Regions from separate parts of the Bombyx mori genome. Here all the other regions are linked to region 3. Evidence: chromatin contacts called from public Hi-C data. All regions are on one chromosome and are shown on one strand. Each heading gives the region's core, a stretch centred on a gene start, on an enhancer-like site or on the middle of the called end of the contact. The rest is flanking DNA. Distances are from core to core; before and after follow the strand shown.

Evidence for each region. A called contact is a pair of places that touch in the nucleus more often than the background predicts.
Region 1: a contact with region 3 is called in a Hi-C map of posterior silk gland, with 1.4 times the contacts expected there. The contact joins two enhancer-like sites. A contact is called at or near these places in 2 of 7 Hi-C or Micro-C datasets (posterior silk gland and whole pupa).
Region 2: a contact with region 3 is called in a Hi-C map of whole pupa, with 2.7 times the contacts expected there. The contact joins two enhancer-like sites.

The regions. Positions count from the first base shown.
Region 1 is chr2:8,036,561-8,041,386 of ASM3026992v2, forward strand. LOC101737442 (talin-1) reads left to right here. Exons shown (of 61, transcript XM_038016945.2): 23 at 353-472; 24 at 1,390-1,500; 25 at 2,082-2,171; 26 at 3,154-3,291; 27 at 4,131-4,249; 28 at 4,804-4,826. Among protein-coding and RNA genes, the nearest start is that of Mir190, 37 kb to the right of the region's middle. Within about 2 kb of position 2,226, at least 3 of the 8 cell types and tissues checked have open chromatin away from gene starts, as enhancers often do.
Region 2 is chr2:8,016,587-8,021,302 of ASM3026992v2, forward strand. LOC101737442 (talin-1) reads left to right here. Exons shown (of 61, transcript XM_038016945.2): 7 at 1-55; 8 at 804-945; 9 at 1,704-1,895; 10 at 2,313-2,391; 11 at 3,164-3,332; 12 at 4,354-4,526. Among protein-coding and RNA genes, the nearest start is that of LOC134200612, 52 kb to the left of the region's middle. Within about 2 kb of position 1,640, at least 5 of the 8 cell types and tissues checked have open chromatin away from gene starts, as enhancers often do.
Region 3 is chr2:8,076,082-8,081,049 of ASM3026992v2, forward strand. LOC101737442 (talin-1) reads left to right here. Exons shown (of 61, transcript XM_038016945.2): 55 at 186-305; 56 at 647-856; 57 at 1,541-1,719; 58 at 2,570-2,722; 59 at 3,055-3,195; 60 at 3,704-3,802. Among protein-coding and RNA genes, the nearest start is that of Mir190, 3.1 kb to the left of the region's middle. Within about 2 kb of position 3,105, at least 4 of the 8 cell types and tissues checked have open chromatin away from gene starts, as enhancers often do.

The DNA of each region.
Region 1 (4,826 bases), core at 976-3,475, 40 kb before region 3:
GATCTTTTTTAATTATTACCCCAAAATATTTTTGTGTAAATTGATATTACCCCATGGCGAAAAACAAAAAAAACGAAATCGCTTCTTTTTAGCATCTTTCATATTATAATTTTGAAAAAAAAAAGAAATAATTTTTTCCTTTTTTTTCATTTCGTTCCATCGAGTTTGAAATCGCAACGATTCTAAAGAAGTTTCACTTCAATATATACTTTTTACTCACGAAAATTTCATTTTACCCCATTTGGAGTAATTTCCCCCGGTTCCCCGACCGCTGATCTAGTTCCTCATACACTCTCCCGGCGCCGGCTCGTGTCGACACGTATGGTACTGACGTGGTCCGTCTCCTCCACAGACCGAGGCCGAGGAGTCACCGTCGGACTCCCAGCGCAAGCTCCTAGCCGCCGCCAAGCTGCTGGCCGACGCCACGGCCCGCATGGTGGAGGCGGCCCGCCAGTGCGCCTCCTCGCCACAGGTACGCTACTTCGAACCGTAACTGGTGGACCAGGAACCCTGCAAGAAGTTGACGATGCTGGAAATTAATAATAATAATAATTTCATTTATTTACTCCACAAAATAAATACAAATAAATTTTCAATTAATATGACATAAAAATTCTAATTCTAAACAATATTACAATATATTGTACTAACACAGTGGAGATAAAATGGCGGCTCCTCAGCTTTGTGATAGCTGAAACTGTCGCTGTAATGTTGCCGCTGCCTATAATCTTAATCTATAAACTTGTATCTAATAATAGCTAAATTTAAAATTATGTGGCATAATCTACAGAATCCCTGCCTCCGCACTTTGCTGTTTAAGCAGAAATTCCTTATAAAATTTGGGAGAATTCAACATCTTAGTCGATCTGCTGCATAACGCGCTCATTGAAATGTCTTTTTGCAATCAAATATGATTCTTATGGCTATACAGATAGATACAACATTGCATTACATATCATATAAAGTCCCAACACCACAGCTGGATCCTCTCCCCATCTCAGTACTGATATTGCGTCCGTTCGCTCCAGTTTCCATGGACTGCAGCCGATGAACTGTAAACTTGAGACTTCAGCCTCATGTCTCAATATAGCCAAGTCCATATATTAATATAAAACTGTAGGTACTTTGATTAACTTATTTAATTCCTGTCTCTTTTACACATTCATTACTTTGAATGATACTGAATCTCTTCTCGTAAGTCTGCTAAAAGTAGCTGTGCCCTTGCTTTTATCAACTATTATCCTTTTTTTTCTACCATTCATTTCTACCATTCTTCTTACTAACTATTCTAATAGTTATCAGTGTACAATAAAACTTGCATTAATAGCATTGCATTTGCATTTCGAAAATGTGAAATCGTAACGGGTTCGCATCACCTGCTCCTCTCAGGATCGGGAGAAGCAAGAGGTGCTCCGCAAAGCGGCGGAGGAGCTGCGCTTCATCACGGCCGACTACGCGCAGGGACAGGACATCGTCGGCTCACAAGTGGCCAGGCTGCAGGTCGGTATATAATATATATATTCAACAGCCTTAAATCCTTGTAATAAACTATTGTGTAATCGCGTTTTATGCTAAACACAACATGCCAAACGTGTCACATTTCACCACACGGATCCGTGTTGGCCATGGACTGCTTGAGGTCAGCTGATTTTAGATTATCAAGAAAGTAATGGATACTTTATTAATAAAATTAATATCACAATTGTGTATTTTATACTATTATATTTTTACTGGTGATAGGACCTGTTGTGAGTCCGCACGGGTAGGTACCTATTTCTGCCGTGAAGCAGTAATGCGTTTCGGCTTGAAGGGTGGGGCAGCCGTTGTAACTATACTGAAACCTTAGAACTTATATCTCAAGATGGTTGGCGCATTTACGTTGTAGACGTCTAACACCACCACTTAACATCCGGTAACAGCTGTGAGCTCGTCCACCCATCTAAGCAATAAAAAAAATAAACATTTTATATATTTTATACAGATGGGGTGATTTTCAATATTGTCGATAGCTCACATTCTGATGTCCACGAACCGCGACTTATCGGGACCATCACAACGTGTTAAATCGATTGTGTTGACAGGAAAGCGCCCGGCAGGCGACGTCCAGCGCCACGCAGCTGATAACGTCGGCCCAGAACGCAACGCAGTACAACACCAACAGATACTCTCAGGTAACGACGCGCCCTCTTGTGTACAATAGTACAGATAATACAGACGGTCTCAGAACAAGGCCGCTCGAAATGCAACCCTTTGCATGAGCGGAGTGGAGTATCTGTGTAACGACCACGGAGGTCTGTGCTCTGTTCTGTCATACTCAAAGACTGACTTTTTGGCGGGAACGCGAGGAGTGAAGTTGTGTGATTTGTTTTATTTTGTCTATTTAGTGTTTCTTCAGGTTTAAATGTGTAATAATGGTGGTTTATTAACTGTTTAATATCTGTGAAAGTGCACAAATGTGGGAAAATGAAACAAAGCTGCTGGACGTAACTTCTCGGGTTCCTGCAAAAAGTCCACTGAAAAAATCTCAGTAAATGACCACCATTTTACTGCGATTATATTTCATCCCATATCATCTCATTTCATTAAATTTCATCCCAGTTGATTAATGTCTCAAATTAATCATCTTCATTTCATTTCACTCCATATTATCATTTTTCATAAAATTAAGAATATGAAGTAAAATAAGACATGACTTAAAGGTCTTAATTACCAGGTCATAAAATCTCTTAAAAAAAAATACTCAAAGACTGACTTTTTAGCGGGAACGCGAGGAGTGAAGTTGTGTGATTTGTTTTATTTTGTCTATTTAGTGTTTCTTCTGGTTTAAATGTGTAACAACGGTGGTTTATTAACTGTTTAATATCTGTGAAAGTGCACAAATGTGGGAAAATGAAACAAAGCCGCCGAACGTAACTTCTCACTGAAAAAATCTCCGTAAATAACCACCATTTATTTTACTGAGATTATATTTCGTCCCATATCATATCATCTTCATTTCATTTCACTCCGTATTATAATTTTTCATAAAAATAACAATACAAATTAAAATAAGACATGACCTAAAGGTCTTAGTTACCAAGTTATAAAATTCATTTAAAAAAAAATATACCCAAAGATAAACGTAAAAGTGATTGCATAACTTCTTACCATCAGGAGACCCTTCTAGAAGAGTGCAAAGTGCTGAACGAGCACCTCCCCCGCATGGTGGAAGCCGTGAACGTGTCCAACGTGAAGCCGACGCAGGCAGCGGCCAGGCTCGACCTCATCTCTGCATCTGAAGCCTTCTTACAGGTAACGCCACGCTTAAACAGCTCAACTTCAGTTTAGTTCCGATTTTTTAAGCTATTGCACAGATTTTATCGCGGACCTTGAGTTCGAAATCATGGAATTCCGTAACGAAAAAAACCTTCCACTCCGCCTACCATGTAGCTCGCGTTGTTTTTTCATTTTTGACGTGACAACGTCTTATAATTCGATGGAGCCAGCTGCACGCACGAAAAAACACGACCCTTGCGGCGTTACCTCGCTCTGAGACGTTCCATTTAAGTCTTGAAGTGCAAGCGAGAGCGCACAACGAGCGACAAAGAGGCACAATCGGCCTCCGCGTTCGGCAGCGTTCGACATCTGTCTCTCTCCTACTTGGTGAGCGATGCATCCGCGTGGACAGCTGCTACACAATAATACGTTTACATGTTTTCGTCAAGTATGAAGTTCAGTGAAAAATGAATGTGGTGTCCATTGTTTATAGCAACGATAATTGCGATAATTGAAAAATGAAACCATTCCATCAGTATTTTCTTATGATGTTGTCACGTTCAACTATCGTCAGTAAACCGACTTTACAGACAACCGATTTTTTTTTTGAACAGGCAAAGGGAACTTGTGCATACTGCCAACTCTTTTGTACTAAGCCGCATCTTTTTATCCGTTTTCTTTTCAGTAAAATATTTAGGATTCCTTGTCGTTTAAATGAATTTGGTGTATCAATCTGAGAAATCAACGGCTTTGTTATATTTTTTGCCAAAATTCTTTAGCTGAAGGCATCATCCATCATCAAATATTACACATATTGCCGACAATTAGCATTGAAATTGTAGTATGGAATCCAACTTGTAACTATCGTCCTCCAGCCAAGTGGCCACGTGATCTCAGCAGCCCGAGGCGCCCTGCCGACCGTAAGCGAGCCCTCCGCAGCCAAGCACCTGGCCGACAACACGCAGCTCTACACTTCAAGCTGCGCCGACCTCAGGTAAGCACCCCACTGTTGACCAATCTGAATCTTTTCTGGTGGACCAACCACAACCATAAGATCTCAACTTGGTTACTTTACAAGCGGAGACGTCCGTTATAATCTAACAATCAATTTATTGGAAACATTAAATTTTATTACTGATAGGCGAAGCCCGCCATGTTGCGCGCGGTACGACAATAACTGCGGGTGACGCCGCGGGGCAAAGCTAGTCTAAAAAAAAGTAGCCTAATTTACTCCTTATATCATCAGCTACCTATCAGTGGAAGTCTCATCTAAATCGGTCCAGCCGTTCCAGAGATTAGCCGGAACAAACAGACAGACAGACAGACAGACAAAAATTGTAAAAAATATTTTGGTGTATATACCGTATATATATTCATATGAATGTAGTAAAAAGCGGTTATTTCAATATTACAAACAGACACTCTAATTTTATTTATATGTATAGATATAATAGCGAACCGTCGTGGACAGAGTCGCACTGGTGCTCTTATTCAACTCCCCAACCCCTCGTCAAAACTTAAACATAACCCTGTACGTTGTGCTCCCAGGTCCGCAGTGAGCAGAGCCAGGA
Region 2 (4,716 bases), core at 390-2,889, 61 kb before region 3:
CATGGTAGTGATTTGCACCAAGATCGGGATCACCAACTATGACGAATACGGCCTGGTGAGTTGCGTATTGTGTGGCTTCACTCGCGCCAGCGGCGTCGAAACGACCCCTGGATTCCATGATGCAGTTTTTTACCACGTACTATCCGGCTTTGGAATGAGCTCCCCTCCACGGTGTTTCCCGAGCGCTATGACATGTCCTTCTTCAAACGAGCCTTGTGGAGTATTAAGCGGTAGACAGCGGCTTGGTTCTGCTTCTGGCATTGCTGAAGTCCATGGGCGACGGTAACCACTCACCATCAGGTGGGCCGTATGCTCGTCTGCCTACAAGGGTAATAAAAAAAAACCTCACATGAAGGATCGCAGACAACTAAATCCGCGAACATTTATTTATATTGGCATAACAAAGATGTCATGATGTCTACAATATAAAATATGAAGAAAGCATGAAGAATTGACTTAGATCTTATACCTCAAGGTGGATGGCCCATTTGCGTTGTAGATGTCTATGGGCTCCAGTAACTACTTAACACCAGGTGGGCTGTGAGCTCGTCCACCCATCTAACCAATAAAAAAAAAATTGCATTTTCTCCGGCTACCCTCAAAAACCAAGTAATTTTAACAATCAAAGTAACAATTGATTGTGAACATGCCAGCCAACTATTAAATTACTTCGCGCTACAGAACACCTGTCCAAATTATGGACATCCGACTTAGCAACGGGGGCGATATGATGTGGAGCGATATATTGACAATTGTTTACTAACGAATGATTGTTATAATAACGTGTGTCGTCTTAACACCAGGTTCGGGAAGAGCAAAAGGAGGAACCGGATCCCTGCGAGAAGCCAAACTACGGGACTCTGACCCTGAAGCGTAAGCACCAGGAGAAGGAACGAGACGCCAAGATGGAACAGCTCAGGAAGAAACTCAGAACTGATGACGAAGGTACGTGATAGATGCAATAAATCTATATTTTAACTAGCGCGGTACGACATTAACTGCGGGTGACGCCGCGGGGCGAAGCTAGTCTAAAAAAAGTAGCCAAGTTACTCCTTATATCATCGGCTACCTATTAGTGAAAGTCTCATCAAAATCGGTCCAGCCGTTCCAGAGGTTAGCCGGAACAAACAGACAGACAAAAATTGTAAAAAATGTTATTTTGGTGTATGTACCGCATATATTTTCATATGCATGTAGTAAAAAGCTGTTATTTCAATATTACAAACAGACACTCTAATTTTATTTATATGTATAGATGTTAAAGACGAGAATGACCAGTAGCATTCTTTGAGCACCGCACCAGCGTCCTGTGGTCCGCACTTACTGGTGGGGGGCGTACGTATCGCCATCTGGATCTATTTCTGCCACGAGGCTGTCATGCTCTCCGGTTTTTGGAGTTGTTGAGACTGATCCCATGTCTCAAAGGAACGCACTCACGTTGTAATGACGCCCATATGCTGAGATTACTCGTGAAGCTCGTCTTGTATTTTTATCACTGGCTCCTGCCCCGTCAGACAACCGTGATGTCCTCACGAAGACAACAGAGTGTTACGTGGCGAACACGTACAGATGTGACGTATCCGTAATGAGCTTAATCATTGTTATCCTACTGTTCTTCTCGCAGCTATTAACGATTCAAATCTGACGGCAGTTTCGTCACAAGAATGATGAGTGATTGCATGGAATGCATATGAATGTTACAGTGAACTGGGTGGAGGGGTCGCTGACCCTTCGTGAGCAGGGCGTGGAGGCGGGCGAGACCTTACTGCTGCGCCGCAAGCTGTTCTACTCGGACAGGAACGTGGACTCGCGCGACCCCGTGCAGCTCACCCTGCTGTACGTGCAGGCCAGGGACGCCATCCTGGCCGGCGCGCACCCCACCACGCAGGAGAAAGGTACCGGAATGACCACACGAGGTCCAAGGTTCTATAAGATACATCACTCTAGTTGCTGCGTCAGAGAGGTGAATGAGCTCAAGGCTGATCTGCTGTCACCGTCTTGAAACGTGATTTACTGATGGCAGGACCTCTTGTGAGTCCGCACGGGTAGGTACCACGACCCCGCCTATTTCTGCTGTGAAGCAGTAATGCGTTTCGGTTTGAAGGGCGGGGCAGCCGTTGTAACTATACCTGAGACCTTAGAACTTATATCTCAAGGCGCATGGCGCATTTAGGTTGCTTGTAGATGTCTATGGGCTCCAGTAACCACTTAACACCAGGTGGGCTGCGAGTTCGTCCACCCATCTAAGTAATAAAAAAAAAGGTGTCAATATCAGTAGCACTGTGTGGCTAACCCACTGTGTGTTGTTGCAGCTTGCGAGTTTGCCGGGATACAGTGCCAGATACAGTTCGGGGACCACCGGGAGGACAAGCACACGCCAGGATTCCTCGAGTAAGATTCGCTTAGATGTGACGCATCGACCCAGCCTCACTGGGTACTCCATGACACTCCGACGTCGATCAGATCGATAAATGTCAATATTAGTCGACGGCTGGAGAACTGATTTAGTGCTTGGAACTCATAATGAGGATCATAGGACATTTTCAATTCGGCCCATATAGCTTTTGAAGTGAAACTTCTTTAGACGCGCTGAGAGTAAAATTTAACTATACTAGAATTATTTTGTCCGTGCAGTTTGGGTCATAATAAATCGAAGCGGTGCAGCGAGTATTTCGCTCTCTCTTCCACTCACGAGCCTTATGGACGGGCATAGTGATGCGCATTATTGTTGTCGATAAGCGTTATCGATAGTGTATTTAATTTTGTCATTTTATAGGTTAGTGATAAAAATCAAAGAAAAAATCACTAATCGAACACTTACACCACATATCGCCACAGCAAATTAACGAGAACGGCAGAAATTCAGTGAAAAATTATAGCAACAGATTCGTTACGGCTAGAGAGAAAAGATACAATTTAGGAAGAGCGAGAGTGAGAAGATAGACAGAGCGTCTCGCTAACCTCTCGACCGTGGAGAGAGGGAAAGGACAAAGCCAGATCGTTTCTGTTATACACAGCATTCCCTGTTGCAAGGGAAATTTGATTTAAGGATGAGAAATAAAAAAACAATATACTATAGTGTAGAAGTTTCATATTTTTCACGTGCACCGATTTGCACGCTTACTATTTTTATTTTATTTTATAATGTTTATATTATTGATAGTTTAAAAGAGTTCCTGCCGGCCTCGTACGTGAAGGTGAAAGGCATCGAGAAGAAGGTGTTCAGGGAGCACAAGAAGCACGTCGGGCTCAGCGAGCTGGACGCCAAGGTGCTCTACACCAAGACGGCGCGGGACCTCAAGACCTACGGAGTCGCCTTCTTCCTCGTCAAGGTCTCACCACTCAACTTTTTAAGCTATTGCATAGATTTTATCGCGGGCCTTGAGCGCGTCTTGAGAGCGGAATCATGAAATTCCGTAACGAAAAAAACCTTGCACCTCTCACTCTACCGCCTACCATGTAGCTCGCGTTCAACACATTCACACGTTGCGCTTGTGTAGTGTTTGTGAATAAGCGCGTGGCGTGACGTCACACTGCATGCGCATCATGAAAAGTCTGCCCATCTCTCTCTCGCACGGTCTAGCTTATGAGTGTGAAGGGGACAGTTAAGGTTTTGCTTTTATTAATGTTTAATATAGCGTGGTCTTGTTTTATTATTGTTTTAAAAATAAATTATAATTGTCTAATTATAATTACACAAACGCTCTTAAGCAAGATGTGTTCACACCCAAAAGGGTGAATTCTATAATGTTTTATTTTATGTAAATAAGTTCAATGTTTATGTGTGCAGATTTCAATTTCAACAAGTTGTGTGAACCTAATAAAAAAAAAAAAATTGCATACGTTGATAAAAAATGCTATGCAATAGCTTTACCGCGGCAGTTCCGGGTGCCACACGTTTTTTTTAAGTCTTAGATGGTAGACGAGCTCACAGCCCACCTGGTGTTTACTGGAGCCCATAGACATCTACAACGTAAATGCGCCACCCATCTTGAGATATGAGCTGTAAGGTCTCAGGTATAGTTACAACGGCTGCTCCACCCTTCGAATCGAAACGCATTACTGCTTCACGGCAGAAATAGGTAGGTCGGTGGTACCCGTGCGGACTCACAAGATATAATACTATACGCACTATGGATCAACAACTTAAAGCTGTTTTGTACAATGACGTCAGTGTTTAATAACGCGATGCAAGTTGAACACTGCGCCATGAAGCTTGACAAAGTGTATGTACTCTTGATCTGGTGATTTGGCACTGTCAAGCCAATTCAGGGATGAACCAAGGTATTCCGCGTGGGTCGTGTGGGTAGTTTGCATCAGAGGTCATTAAGATACCGATTTTGTAACTCGCAGGAAAAAATGAAAGGCAAAAACAAACTGGTACCGCGTCTTCTGGGAGTCACGAAGGACTCCGTGCTCAGACTGGACGAGAAGACGAAGGAGATCCTGCAGACGTGGCCGCTCACCACCGTGAGGAGGTGGTGCGCCAGCCCCAACACTTTCACCCTCGACTTTGGCGATTACAGGTGAGACCCTTGGCTGTTCGCACTTGGCCACAGCCTGAGGCAAATGCGCTTCTGCGGCCCGTGGTCACATGTGCGGTGATCCCAAAACCCATCACGATCACGCTTAGGGATTCATACGGAACAAACATACAAAACATTCACTATATATATTTAAAACTACTTAACCCGGCAGACTTCATAGTGCTTCAAT
Region 3 (4,968 bases), core at 1,855-4,354:
ATTTTACAATCCTTCTCTATATAAACTATAAGTGGGGGAAATGTCACACTCCTCCGTCTGTGCAATTTTCGTAAAAAGGGGTAAAAAATTTTTACTTCACGTATTAATATATAGATGTTTCTTGCCAGAGACAATAACGATAAATATACATCCCTAAAACTGACTTGAAATGTTTCCTCCACCAGGAAGCCGATGAGACTCTGAACTTCGACGAAATGATCTTGGAAGCTGCCAAGTCCATTATAGCTGCGACGTCGGCCCTCGTCAGGGCTGCCTCCGCGGCGCAGCGGGAACTCATCGACCAGGTCCGTGATGCCGCCACGTCATTTGTCAGACCGCCTTGTATATCATGTCATAACTGTGTAATGAGTTCTCTTTTCGACGCGGGCATACGCGGTCGTCACTTGGCTTGAAGTCTTAGCTCATTTCCCTTGACCTGCATTTATATAAAATATAATTGTTACAAGTTATCTGAGCTTAAAATATATTCCAACACATACATACAGACATGACCTTTTCGTAGAGGACTCTATCTCTATTTGCGTGCGATTAGTTTTGCAGTTATAAATATTTTAAATCTGACGGTATTTCGTCACAAGGCAGTTATAGATTGCAGTGCAGTATACACGTGTCGTTCGGTTCCCAGGGTGCCGTGGCGCGCCGGCCCGCCATGTCGTCGGACGACGGGTCGTGGTCGGGCGGGCTGGTGAGCGCGGCGCGGCTGGTGGCGGCGGCCACGCACTCGCTGGTGGAGGCGGCCAACGCGCTGGTGCAGGGCGCCGCCACCGAGGAGCGCCTCATCTCCAGCGCCAGGCAGGTCGCCTCCTCCACCGCGCACCTCCTCGTCGCCTGCAAGGTGCGCACCGCCACCACTCACTACTGCAGGCTCCAACATGGAACCACCTTATTAATGATTACAGAATATCTCTATGTATAAAAATGAATTGCTGTTCGTTAGTCTCGCTAAAACTCGAGAACGGCTGGACCGATTTGGCTAATTTTAGTCTTGAATTATTTGTGGAAGTCCAAAGAAGGTTTAAAGTGTAGATAAATATGAAAATGTCTTGAATTAAATAAAAATAACAATTTTAATTTTCCTTTGAGAAGTGCGCGTTTTCTGATGATATGGACATGTGATGAGACAAAATGAAAATGAGATTGGTAAGAGAATATTAAATATGAATGTGGAAGGATATAAAGGAAGAGGTAGACCTAAGAAATGGATGGATTGCGTGAAAGATGATATGGGTAAGAGGGGAGGAGTGAGCGAAGAAATTGTATATGATAGAAGGAGAAAACATGTTGCGTCGACTCCAGGTCTGGGAGAAGGGCAGGAGAATGATGATGATGATGATGATGTGTCCCCCATTGGACCGATTGTTTGTTTTAAGTTTATTTTATACAAAAGTTGAGGTCTTTTATTTAACGATTGAGGCACTACGAAGTCTGCCGGGTCAGCTAGCTCTATATATAATTAACATTGAGTGAGAATGAATTTGAATGTAACATAACAGTAACCCGGCGAGGGCTTCGGTTCCAGGTGAAGGCGGACCCCGGGGCGGAGAGCACGCGGCGGCTGCAGGCGGCGGGCGCGGAGGTCATCCGCTCCACGGACAACCTGGTGCGCGCCGCCCGGGACGCCATCCACTGCGACGACGAGCGCAGCCTCGTGCTCAACCGCCGCATGGTGGGCGGCATCGCGCAGGAGATCGACGCCAGGTCCGACCCGAATGTCCTTAGTAGACGTACACTTCTTAGTACAAGTTGTTTTAAGGCATTTTATGGCCTGGTAGTCATAAAATGCCTTAAAAAAAATTGCAAAGCAATGCCAGAGGCTTGGCTCTGCCCCTGGCATTGCTGAAGTCCATGGGCGACGGTAACAAGGGCAATAAAAAAAAAACTGGTAACTAAGACCTTTAAGTCATGCCTTATTTTAATCCATATTCACATCCTTATGAAAAATTATAATATGGAGTAAAATGAAATGAAATGATATGTGATGAAATATAATCTTAGTAAAATAGTGGTCATTTACTAAGATATTTTCAGTGGACTTTTTGGAGGATGCCGAGAAGTTACGTCCAGCGGCTTTGTTTCATTTTCCCACATTTGTGCACTTTCACTGATATTAAACAGTTAATAAACCACCGTTGTTACACATTTAAACCTGAAGAAACACTAAATAGACAAAATAAAACAAATCACAGAACCTCACTCCACGCGATCCCGCCAAAAAGTCCTTAGTAAAAGTAGTTACCGAAGCGCATAGCTTATATAGCCATTTATATTTATTACAAATAAACTTTCAAATAAATTAAATAATAGTTTAAGAAAACTAACAAAATACGCTTTTATAGAAAATCCAACCAAAAAATAGAAATAAATTTTAATAAATTTGAATTAAAAAGTAGTGTAAGAAAAATGATTTTATTGTAAAAAAAGATTCCGTTACAAACATACATACTTCTGAAGCTAATAAAAGCGTATTAAAAAAATACGACTTCTATGCGGTGGGAAATAGGCTTAACTTTCCGCTCTGTCCCCTAAGCTGCTGCCCTCTGTCCCTCAGGTCGGAAGTGCTCCGCATCGAGAAGGAACTGGAGGAGGCCCGCGGCAGGCTGACGGCCATCAGGCAGGCCAAGTACAAGCTGAGGAGCGACGCTGACGACTCCGACGCTGACCCGCAGCCCGGCTACGGCAGCGACTCCTCGGGACCCCAGCGGTCAGTACCATTTTTGTGGTGGAATGGAATGGAATATGGACGAGCTCACAGACCACCTGGTGTTAAGAGGTTACTGGAGCCCATAGACATCTATAACGTCAATGCACCACCCACTTTGAGACATAAGTTCTAAGATCTCAATATAGTCGCAACGGCTGCCCCACCCTTCAAACCGAAAGCACTACTGCTTCACGGTAGAAATAGGCGAGGTGATGATATCTACCCGCGCGGACTCTCAAAATGTCCACATGTTCAATCCTCGAAGTGATATCAACGCATTTTAATTCTGACATTTTGTGATCACGGCTGCTGTACCGCGGTGTGTTCCTCAGGGTGCGGACTCCTAACAGCAGCTTCGCGAACACCACGTACAGCCCCAACAGCTCGCAGCAGACCACGCTGCACCAGAGCTCGCTGCTGCAGACCACGCACAGCTCCGGACTCAACTCCACTTCCTACGGACAGCAGAACAGGTGAGCTGCTGTCTCTAGCTGCCCCCCAACCCCGCTCCCCCTCCTTCGTCTGCTGAGCACACCCCGCGCCTTAGAATACCTCACGTCTCATTGCATGTGTTGGGGGCTCCTATCAAGTGTGACTGCCCTGTAGTAAACACCCATTTGCTAGAAGTTGTCGGAACCCACGTTGTACGGTGGTTTTACATATTCGTGTTACTATGACAAAAGTCTTCAAACAGTTATACGGGACTTTGAAAAACTGTTTTAAAAAAGATTTTATTGACTTTGAAGATACAACAGATTTCACTTAGAAAGAGTGTGGCTCATAGTAACGACGCAGAGTGACTGGCCGCGAGCCAAAGGGGATCCAGTATATGTTAGGCCAGAAAGTGCTGATAGAGACACTTTTCGGTCTTAGGTAAATTAATTAATATACTAGGTAATATTATAACAAAGCGCAAGAATCCATACAATAACAAACAGAGACCAGATCCGCTTGTACTGTACATCCCCCCTCCCTCCGCAGCAGCAGCCCCGCCCCCCCGCAGCCCACCAGCCCGACGTTCTCCAGCTTCCGTCCGGCGCCGGACGCGCCCAAGCAGAACTACGAAGCCTTCACGACACGGTGAGCGCAGCCGACAACCCTACTGTCTGTGCATTGACACTGTCAATTCAAACGCTAATACAACGGAAATACGATTATTGTATTTTAACATATTGCGAGGTACGGTCGACAAAAAAAAAACTAAAATTTCCGAAAAAATATTTGGTTATTTGATCCAGTTCTCTGGGGGACCTCGTGGTCCTTGAAAAGAATTGACACTTGCTTGTTAAAACAGTCGTCGACACAAATTCAACTTTATGACAATACGCATTGGGTCTATTTACTTTTTAACGATGACAACCTCAAGACCACCTACACCAACATCAAACACACGGTCGGAACTTCACCTAAACGTTGATTACAAATCCCACAGGCGAATGTATGTGTGTTGTGTTAGCGTTTGACAACTGTAATGTGTTTATTTAGATATGATTTTGATTACACGCGGCAATTGGATATACAAAAAATATTTTTTCTTGATAAATTTAATTGTCTGGTCACGTGACACGTCTCAAATGACCCCAGCCGCCAGGGTCCTAGCTGCCCCGCCCTCCCATTGGGGGGACACGGGGGGGGCGGTGTGGGACTACCACAACCTACAATCAAATTCAATAAAAAAATCATATCTAAATTACCTTCATACTATACTTAGAATAACCTAAATATGATTTTAATCTAATTTCTATTTTCTTTTCACGCATCCACTCTGGGATCCTAAACAGATGAATAGTTTTAATTAACAATATAAATTAGTTTATATTTTAAATAAGTGCCTTTCGATACAAAAACTTATGATAATTGTGCCTACATGTAAACGAATCTAAAGAATTAATAGTAATAATTAAAAACTAAAAAGCAGAAAATAGCAAAGGTTTGTAAATTTTAATTTTTGAATATTTAATTTAATTCGCATCACTAATGGCAGCCGCATCTGTTAATTGACTAGTAATTTTTAGATTATTTCTATAGTATATTATTTTATTTAGTCTTAAAAAGTCTTACGCATGCTCATAGTAGAATTATTAATAGCGCCTCGTAATAACGGTTTCAACTAACACGGTGCTCTCACATATGTTTGTCGTATACGTCGCGGGACTGACTTTGGGATTGATTATATTTGGATGCATTTTTGGTATTTGCCCTTAACGAGCCAAGACTGTCTCTGGTACAAGCCGGTGCGAAGACCC